2 separate regions of the Anas platyrhynchos genome follow, and region 1 is linked to region 2. The links are chromatin contacts, called in public Hi-C maps. All regions are on one chromosome and are shown on one strand. Each heading gives the region's core, a stretch centred on a gene start, on an enhancer-like site or on the middle of the called end of the contact. The rest is flanking DNA. Distances are from core to core; before and after follow the strand shown. Region 1 overlaps MINPP1 (multiple inositol-polyphosphate phosphatase 1). Region 2 holds the start of ATAD1 (ATPase family AAA domain containing 1).

The links. A called contact is a pair of places that touch in the nucleus more often than the background predicts.
Region 1: a Hi-C map of subcutaneous adipose tissue shows a contact between it and region 2, with 1.9 times the contacts expected there. The contact joins the enhancer-like site here to the promoter of ATAD1 in region 2. A contact is called at or near these places in 5 of 8 Hi-C or Micro-C datasets (F1 follicle, liver, skeletal muscle and 1 more).

Annotation. Positions count from the first base shown.
Region 1 is chr6:4,272,785-4,278,137 of IASCAAS_PekinDuck_T2T, forward strand. All of the region lies in intron 4 of MINPP1 (multiple inositol-polyphosphate phosphatase 1), which reads right to left. Among named protein-coding and RNA genes, the nearest start is that of MINPP1, 8.3 kb to the right of the region's middle. Within about 2 kb of position 3,802, at least 1 of the 8 cell types and tissues checked has an H3K27ac peak or open chromatin away from gene starts, as enhancers often do. A contact at or near this core is called in subcutaneous adipose tissue, where this site is marked.
Region 2 is chr6:4,193,327-4,198,346 of IASCAAS_PekinDuck_T2T, forward strand. ATAD1 (ATPase family AAA domain containing 1) reads left to right here and starts at 3,004. Exons shown (of 10, transcript XM_027460421.3): 1 at 3,004-3,155; 2 at 4,988-5,020. The coding sequence starts at 5,002. LOC140002862 (a long non-coding RNA gene) reads right to left here and starts at 3,069. Exons shown (of 3, transcript XR_011810413.1): 1 at 2,635-3,069; 2 at 2,150-2,296; 3 at 1-1,126.

The DNA of each region.
Region 1 (5,353 bases), core at 2,552-5,051, 80 kb after region 2:
ATGAAAGTCTTTTCCTTTGTCCAACAGCTGTTTAGCCCTTAGCCTAAGACAGAGTGCTAAGGAAGTCCGGTTAGGGTAGCTGTTGCTATTACAGAAATTGTTCCTTAACTCCTGATAACTACCCAGCAGCTGCCTAGTTCTGGCCCAGGAGTAGTTACGTTAGGTGCTAGTGAACCGCTGCTCTTGCCGTTCCCGCAGCCAGCTGGTGGATGCAGTGCCATGCCCTGGGTTATGGTGCAGCTTGGGAAAACACCACGTGCAGAGCTGTCAAAGTGGTGTGTGAGCATGGCACAGCAGAACCCATTTAGAAGAGTGAGGAACTGCCAGAGCGAATTGGTGAGCCTGTGGTTGTCGTGTAGAAAATGAAGAAAGAAGTAGATGCCCAGCCTATCCCTGAGCTGGCGGTACCCCTCCCATCCCCAGCCAGCCACCCCACATTAATTGTCCAGCATGGTACGGGATGCCCCTTTGGCCAGCTGGGGTCAGCTGTCCTGCTTCTGTCCCCTCCCAGCTCCTGATGCACCCCCAGCCTCCTCACTGGCAGGGCAGTGTGAGAAGCTGGAAAGTCCTTGACTCCATAAGCACTGCTCTGCAACAATTAAAACAAGTAGGAGACATTTCTTCTCAGAAAGAGCAGTCAGGCATCGGAATGGGTTGCCCAGGGAAGTGGTGGCATCACTGTCCCTGGGGAAGTTCAAGAGAAGGTTGGACCTCGTGCGTAGGGACATGGTTTAGTGGGTGACATTGGTAGCAGGGTGGTGGTTGGAGCAGATGATCTTGAAGGGCTTTTCCAACCTTAATGATTCTATGTTACACTGATGAGAGGCTAGAGCCTGAGCTGGAAAACATCATGTGGAATGTGTGGAACAAGGTAGATGAGGCTGCAATTTGCTCGGTCCTGCATTTTGGCCACCATCGCAGGCAAGCCCCCTACTTGTTGCTCAGGCTCCATCGCAAGCATTAGCTTGGAGCCACAGAACACCACAGACCCAGCAATAAACAGCTCTTTCCGATTCTCAGGGGTTGTGTGAGTGCTTCATTTTTTTCAGGGGGGACGGGACACAATGGACTGAAGTTGCGCCAGGGGAGGTTTAGGTTGGATAGTAGGAAGAACTTCTTTTCTGAAAGGGTTGCTAGGCATTAGAATGGGCTGCCCAGGGAAGTGGTTGAGTCACCATCCCTGGATGTCTTGAAAAGACGTTTAGATGTAGAGCTTAGGGATACGGTCTAGTGGAAGATTTGTTACTGTTAGGTCAGAGGTTGGGCCAGGTGATCTTGGAGGTCTCTTCCAACCTGGGTGATTCTTTGATATGCAAAGTATACCACAACCAACGTTTCAAACCCACCCTTGCTCAATTGTGTAACTATTGTGGTTGCTACATTTGTCTAAGATTAGCAGCTTCATATTGCAGTAAATACCAAAACACTGACATCTCACCAACAGGCACAGGTCCTACTGGCAGAGCAGTACTCACACTTCACTACTGTGAAGCTTGGCTAACAGATTGAAAAGTTGCTGGGTCAATCAACAGGTATAGAAGAGATTCAGGGTACAGTTATTCCTAGGATCAGCACCATGCTAGGAGGGATAATCTTAACAAGTTTTGGTCTTTAACTATCCAGAACTTGCAGAACTGATGCTGAAGTGAGAACGTATCAAACACTTAAGGAATGCTCCAAAGCAACAGCAACAAAATGCTTCTCTCCTAATTACTAGTTTGACATTCTGCACCTATCCTAAAGGGCGTGGGTCTCCAGATGCTGCTCTTCACTGGTTGGAGACATGCTGGGGCCCACAGATGTGCCACAAGGAACTCAAAGCTTCTTCCAAGGCAAAGAGCTACTCACTGATTGCTCCTCTTTATACCATTGACAAAGCCTGCCCCAGAACCAGATCTCTGGCAAACTGAACAAGTAACTTCAAAAAAACACTGTCTGGTTAAGAGCAGCCTTGCACGGATTCTTACACAGCAGCACAACAGCAAGTGGGCATGAACATATGCATTGCTACCTGGCAGTTTTGCAGGTACAACACCTTCTACTTATAATAAGCAGTAGGGACACTTTCAATAAGGCTCCAGAAGAGGGGAAAAAACAACAGAAACTTCACAAAAAAAAAAAAAACAACAGAAACTTCACAAAAATGAAGTGCTTTACGGACTTGGACAACTGCTCAACTATGCCATTTGAGTACAACTCACCTGGTTTAAAGTTACAGTCAACTCCTATTATACTTTTTTTTTTTTTTTAATTAAGATGATTTTTAAGGAATAGAGCCCCTGACCTCACCCTAGAAACGTGACTACTACATTTCCTTACAGACAGGCAAAGAGGCATGGAGGAATGTCATCCTGGAATACCCTATTACAATGCTGGTAAGGCCTCAAGGAAAACATGTTTTCTACCAAAGAATTAACCTTTATTGGATATTTACATTTTATTGCTACTGAGGATGCAGAAGAATAGGGTCCCTGCATGAGTGTGCTGACAGTAGGTGATCACTAGTACAACTATCAGTAAACACAGTGTCAGGCCCCAGCTCCTAAGCACCAACAGGTGCTGCAGTATCTTTCCAGTGGCCCTCCGGATGGGGACAGTTGACAAGAGTAAGTCTACAGTGAAAATCCCTTTCACAGCCTTCACAGCCACCTTGCTGCACAGCACGACCTACACAGTGGAGAATACTGGTGGTTTAAAACAACTATTCTCTTGGAATATATGATATTAAAGATCCTCAAACGTCCAAAACTTTTTCACTGCAAATTGATGGTGGGACTTATTAGCCACAGATATTTATTAGCACTGCAGATACCTTCACATAAAAAGTATCCCTAAAAGGCTGGCAAGTAGGATAAAAGTCAGATAACCCTATGCATCTGAAATGACACTAGACATTCGAGTCCAAGACACTGAAGTTGTAACTCAGGTGGCTCAGCAAATGCCAACCCTCTGATGGTCTTATAGTCAAAATCTTGAAAATTGGAGAGATTTTTGTCATTTTCTTAAGGGTAGACTAGTCACCAGCAGATGTTTTCTCCAGAAGAAAGAAGAGTGAGCTTTAACAATGTGGCAAATTAGGCAAATAACTTGAAGGCTGGTGAGCAATCAGATTGCAAAGTCAAGAAAAGCTTCACGGAAGGGGTTACAGTAGAAACTCTTTTTAATTCAGCTGTAACTAGGAATGAAAACAGGACACAACTACTAAAAATAAGTATTTGAAGTATGCAATAAAATGCGGAGCTGCCAGCACCATTCTCCACTGACAAAACTAGAACAGACTGGCAAGTTCAGATGCTTTAACTTTTTGCTGGAACAGAAATGTTTCCCCTTCTGCTTCTGGATAGCCCAAATTAAACTTTTCAGAAAGATGGGAGAAGCTGGAGCAAAGACAAGGTTCTGGAAGTCAAATTATTCTTACAGTTGCAGAACAAAACAGAGCTAAAATCGGTGTTTGACACAGCTAAACGAGACATTTCATCACCACACAGGTTCTTTTTCTGAGTAATAAACTGCTGCAGATGTATTTAACCTGTTGCGCTGTACCGCTAAAAATAAAAAGCAACCAGCACAACCAAGTATTTTCTACTGTTGAAAATACAGGCATATTTTTCATTTGTGCAGTTTCTTGTTCTAAGCTGTACTCTCAAATTGCTGCAGGATCCTGTATAAGTCTCTTTCCTTAGGTGAAAAAGCATTAATTGCACCTCTACGCTTAGACCACGAGAGATACAAGCTGTTCTCCACTGGCCGTGGCAGATTTCCATATAATTTTAAGTGCACAGGCTATCCAATTCAGATCAAGTCTTCAGTGCTTTAAGACTGCCACCTAATGTCGTGGGATGAGGTTACATGCTCCTTCTGTGCAAGACAGTGCGGAAGTTTTCAGTTACCACTTTGGAAGGGACGCAGTAAACAGACTGCTCGCCAAGCTTTGGATTTTGCAAGATTTTTAGGGTTCCTATTCATTACCCACACATGAACTCTCTACCTTCTTCCCTCTGGGGCAGCAACACAACAAAGAGACTGACATGCTGTGATGGAGCTTGTGCAGCCAAAGTTGAAAGGCAGGAGGAAAATATCTCTGTCCTTTAGTACGCTGCCTGCTCTTCCCCCAGGTTCTGCTCTTGTAATTTAGGGACTGCTAATCTACTGCTCAATAAATCACAAGTGCAGATATGGATTTTGTCAACTACAACTTTTTTAAAAAATATTAGTATTATTAATCTAACAGAGATACCACATACACAGTTAAAACGCACACAGCTACTTTCTAAAAAGCCACTGCAATTTAAGGATTGAAAGTCTGTCAGTGTTCAAGGAGTAAATACACTAAAAGCAAACAAAACTGATTGTTCTCCTCACACGAGTCAAGCTATGTTAAGAAGTTATTTTTCACTTTTCATTAAGGCGGAAGGGTCTTGAGAGTTTTGCTTGTCTGCTTTTCTTTTAACCCGCACTTCATCTTCTTATTCCCAGTTCTTATTTTCTGTCTTCATAGAGGCAGAGACACAGCGTACAACAGAGGCAATCACAGCAGTGTGCCAGTCAATCTGTTCACAGTTGGATGCTAATGACCTGCAGCCTAATGCATTTTTTATTTAGCTCCCTGGTAGGCTGAAGAAAGGATGCAGGGAAGGTTTATTTAAAGGGCAATCTAAAATAACCACGGCTTTGACTCTACCACTATCAAAACAAGAGGGATCACTGACTCTGACAGCCTTGGATTTCCAAATGCCAGCACAATCATTTGACAGCACAATGTCTTAAGCCAGCTTGGCTGCAGAGGGATTGCCATCCCCAGCCACCTCCTGCTGCCCACCTTTCCCCCACAGCAACTAGTCCCCAAAACCAACCTTATTTCATGCTTTCAACTGCCACATTTTAACCCGTTCATGGCAAAATGAACAGGGTTGTCTCCTTTGTGCTGGCTGGTGCGCAGCACAGCACTGATTCAGAAAGGTAGAGGGCTACGTGCTGCCCTCCTCAGCCCTCACCTCTAGCCGTGGACAGCCCCTTCCTGGTGCTCATTAGAGCAGGATCAAGGAACCAACATGGGTGCTAGCACTGAAAACGCCTGCATGTAGATCTCAAAAGGCGCATTTTTAATTCCCGCTTTACTAAGCTGATGCTCTGTTAAAAAGGACACCTCAGTCGGATTTTCCACCTGAATCCCAGAAAGTAATTTAGATAGTATTTGGTTTGTTTTTCTGAGAGAGAACTCCGCTTTAGATCAAAGAAACCATGCTGTGTATAAAGCATAACTTCCACCTTCCTGCAACTCCACACTCTGGTGATCAACATAGCGCATCTCTCTGTATCCAGCATGGAAGCACAGCAAAAAAGCCAAGCATGA
Region 2 (5,020 bases), core at 1,754-4,253:
AAGAAATAATAGTCTCTCAGTATTCTGAAAAAAAACAGAGCCCAATGGAACATATGGATTCCACAGAGTATCAGTGAGACATCAACCTCACCTGACCCTGCTTGACTTCTGAAAAATTGCATCACTCATTAAAAATTTTTAACAAGTACTTCATCAGAGGATTTCTTTCAAAGGTTCACGCTAGAGCTGTCAAATAGCAGTGAGAAAATCTAGGTTTTATTACTTGTGTGTGTGTGTTTGCATTTATCCTTAATTGCAACAAAACAGATGTCATTTTTTAAGAGTGGGAGAATAAACAGAAGGGTCCTAAATATTTTCCTACAATATCGGTGATTCAAACACAATAGTATTTGCCTAGTGCATGAAATGCTTACAGTGAAATGATTGATTATCCTTTTTCTATTCAAGAGGGACAATTATAAGAACTAGTGTAAGCCTCAAATTAATAATAAAGCTGTCAGCATCACTGATTGTATCTAGTTCACTATTAAATCATCAAGGGGAAACTGTTCACATGTTCTACACAGACTTAAAGAATATATATTGTCTATAAGATAATCATCTTATTTACCATTAAAGGCTGGAGAAGCAGCAGAAAAAGGAAGGCCTTCTGTAAATCAATTTAGACATTGATACATTTATTTTCTGATCAAATACATTTCTTATTTGGGAGAGCTATAGCACACAGAACAATAAAAGGGAAACCTCCAGTACTGCTGAAGAAGCTAAAGTTGTTTCAAAAGCTTGTTGTTGTTGTTGTTAATGTAGGTTATATTGATCCAATAAGTAGAAACAAACTGAAATTTCTCATTTAACTACTCTGGTAAAATCACAATCATTTTGAGAACTTGAGTACTTTTTTTGTGTATTGATTTAATGATGAAAACACCACTGATGTGATGTCAGATGGTTTCGACGGGGCAGATCACATCCCACTTGGGTCACTGCAGAGAATGACTGGGTGTCAGTACAGAGAGAGATCAGCTGTGACATACTTTACCTGAGGTGACACTACATAGAACAGGTGCAGTGAAGAAGAAATTAAAGACCAGAAGCAGCAGATCTGTTCCACAGGCTGTTGTACCCAGTAGGCACACAGTTGACTTGTCTGTAGGTGAAGTAGTTCCTGCATTTGTGTACAAGGGATGACAGTTAAAAATGCCTCATAAGAAAATTACTGTTATATAAAAAGCTCTTGAAAAACAAAATAGGATTCCAAGTGAGCTAGCTGAATTTTGTTATCAAGTCCTTGAACAATATATGAATTACAGGTAAGAATAAAACAAAGTCATAAGGCTGTATCACAAAAAAAAAAAAAAAGAAATAATAATAAAAATAAAGGTGGGACTGAAAGGCTTTAAAAATTCAGGGGCATTGATGCAAGAGCAGAAGGGTAGACAACAACAAAATACAAGTTGCCAAAACATCTGCGTAATCACATTCACTAGAAAGATCTCCTTGTTTTAACCTTTTTCTCAACATTTTCCTGATACATTGTTTGAAGTTACTATTTTCATTTGCAATGCAAATTGGAATTTTTTGAAAGTATTTTGCCTCAGTACTTCTAAATAAACTGCTGATTAATTATTAAATGTAGATGGTCTTCGTTCTGATGTATCCCAGTAGCATCTGAAATCAGCCAGCTGATGTTAACTTGCAAGCTTTGGGTTGTTCTGTTTGCATACACCTTCTAAGTGAAAGTATAGATATGGTTGTACATTCCCTAATTTTACCCTGGACAAGGGACCTCCTGAGGTCCTATCCAAACAACATTTCTCCAAGATAAAGACACATCTTTGCTATGAAAGTTCAGTGATAAACAAATGGCTTCCTTTTGAAAACAGATGCTGCTCCAAGGGCTTGGGGTTATTCTGCTATTATGGGAGGAGTTTAAACTGATCCTTCAGAAAGCAAATCTGAAAGCAGCAGGAAGAAAAAGCAAGTACTGGAGGAAAAAAAAAAAAAGCTTAGGTTATAAGCCAGGAAAAGTGAGAATTGTCAAATGCAACAGGATGTAGAATAGCGTTTAAAGAAAAGTTAGAACAAAAAATCAGGCCACGTAATGGGAAAACAACAAAAAAGGATGTATAAAGTAATTAACATGGAATCGACATGAAAGACATCACTGGGAATATATAGGAATAATTACCACCATAGCTTCTTAATGGATGGAGGACATTTCAGCCTCTGGAAATACTGGGTTCCTCTGCAGGCACTTGGCTGGACTCCCATCCTGACGCAGGCTTTCTTGCATATCCGTCCCAGCTTGATTCCAGCTCCCTCAATTGCCTCAATCCTGCAGGAAAACACTGCCCTGGTGCTGGGAAGCTGCAGCACATACCTTCTATTTAACCGACTGATCAATAGCTCTTCCTAACCAGTTTTATTTTAGGTAGATATTTTGTACTTCCTGGTTAGGCTGCTTATTCACTTCTTTACCAGTCAGTTCAGAACCGAGATAGTGTGGAATTTTTTATTTCTTGAATGATTCCAAGATTACTATTTCCTACACATTTTTAAGATTTTTTTTTTTTTTTCTGTAAACGTGTGTATCTCAAAATTCAGGTGGCCCATCTACACTGATAGCTCTAGGAGTGAGGACAGTTCAGAAACTGAACCATTTGTTAAACGTACATTTTTTTTTTTGTCATTTTATATGTTTTTATATATCCGTATCTGTATATACTGGACAATTGTGCCATTTTATCATTGCATGATGGCCGTGACCTCCTGTGCCATACTGCCTTGCTTATTGGCCACCCGTGGCGTTCTGTGGCAGGGGACATTGAATTGCGGCAAAAACTCGAAACGTGACAGGACAGGGGCCTGCAAGGCGCGTGAAGAAAGCTGAATTTCCGTGAACTGCCCACGCTCAGCACGACCATGCGCTACCCGAGCGAGGAGCCGAGGGCCGCTGCCAACCGGGGCCGCCGCCCTGAGGGGGCCGCGGCGCCGCCGGCCGTTAGCGGCGCTGCCCGGCGGGCGGAACCTTTGCGCGGGGCGGCGGCAGCCGGCCGGAGCGGGGAACCACGGGGCCGCGCCGCCGCCGCCTCCTCCTCCCCCTCCTCCTCCTCCTCCTCCTCCTCCTTCCCCCGTACGGCCGCTGCCGCGCCGGGAGCCGCGCGTCGCAGACACCGGCCCGGGGGGGCGGGCAGGTGGGTGAGCGAGCGGCACCGCGGCCGCCTCGGCGGCACCAAGGTCGCGGCTGCCGGCCCGGCCCGGCCCTCCCGCTGCCCTCGGCGCGTCCTCGGCGGGCCCGGGCCCGGTGCCGCGATCCGGCCGAGAAGCTTCTCGGTGAGGGCACGGGGGGCGCGGGGCAGGAGGGAGGCGTTGGACCCCGCTGAGGGTGGGGATGTGCCGGCAGCCGTGCGGGGAGGCAGCGAGCTGAGCCCGACCGCTGCCCGCGCCTTCCCCGTGCCGCAGCCGCCGCTGAGGAGAGGACGCGCCGGGAAAGTTGAGGCGAGGGTTTTGAGCGTAACCTTTCCCTTAAAATGGCTGTTCGGCGAGGCTTGCGTGGGAGACGTGGTGTTGGTGGGGCTGTTTGCTGGCTTGGTTGGTTGGTTTGGATGTTTTGAGGGGTGTTGGGGCCCAGTTTTGTTGCTCAGTGAATATATAGCCTTTTTGTTTTAATAAATCACGCTTAATAGAACGTGTTAAATCTGCTGGCTTCATGGCTTGCTTAGATGATAAACAGACAAATTTTATTTGGTTTCCAAGTAGATACGTGCAGAAAGGATCTTAACTTTTTAAATTTCTAGACAGGGGGTGAAGGGTGTTAGAAAAACAAAACCAAAACTGTTTTGGTGGTCACTGCTGGAATATAGCAGTGAGCTTTTGACTGACTTGGGTGAACGTATCAGGATGCTTCTCCTGATTCCAGCACGCTGAATTTTTGCAAAGAAAGTCCGTGGTATGGTACTGGTGTTGCCATTACTTGAACACAGAGTCAACGTAATGTGACTACTAGCCAAGAGTAGGGGAATTCAAGGATATTTGGGTAGTCCAGCTTTCCCCTGGCTGACAGCTCGGTTTGGAGGTCAGCCAAGGAATGGATAAAGCTGCCAAAAGGAATTGCCCTTGCAGCAGGAAAATCAGGCAGCAAATGAGTAGGACTGTGGGCATTCTTGTATGGAAACCCACGAGCTGAGTGGAAAGTAGGTTAAGGGAAGAGGACCCCAATTTTTAAGGCGTTTTTGTATGGTTTAAGAAGAATTTTATCTCTGCAGCACACTACTGTAATGTGAAGGTGTTATACGTTCTGGATGGTGCAGCAGCCAGCCTTTTCCCTTGATAACTCTGTGCCACATCCAGCCTTTTCAGTTTTCCAGGGTTATTATTAACACGGAAGACTACAAATACATTCTGCTAGGTGCAGGCTCCAGCTCTTAACCTCATTATATCTGAATAGAAGTTGTCAATCTTCATTGAATGTGACAATTCAGTGCCTTTCCTTAAAGCTTCCTCTTAGGAAAAAAAAAATAAAACAACACAACAGTTAGCTTAAGTAATGTATTTATCTTTGTCTCCATGACTTAGCATTCTTAGGCCAATAACAGTCAGATAATTTCAGTTTTAATGGGATTGCAAGCTTGACGCTGAAATAAAGTGATCTTTCTTGGCAAGGTATTATGGAGCTGAAAGAAATGCTGATTTCTTAATGGAAGACTGAGATGGAGACCATTTTGTATGTAATCAGTCAAGAAATTGGGCCTCAGATTGCTGTTGTCCTTTGTCCTCTGCTTCCTGGAAGTGGAACTGAAACCATGTCATCGTTATACTTAGTGCTGCATACTTTAACCTTACCCAGTTTTATGTATTGGCACTGTGCTGTTGTTGAGGTACTTCATGGTAACTACATAGTAAACTTCATGCTCTCTGTCTGCCTGGAAATATATTTAAACCCCATTTTATGAAAACTAAGGTAGGCATCTTCTCAGTTTTACTTTATTTTTTCCTTTCTCTCTCTCCATTGCTTTTTTTTGTTTAGTGTTAAAAGGCAAAATGGTACATGCTGAAACCT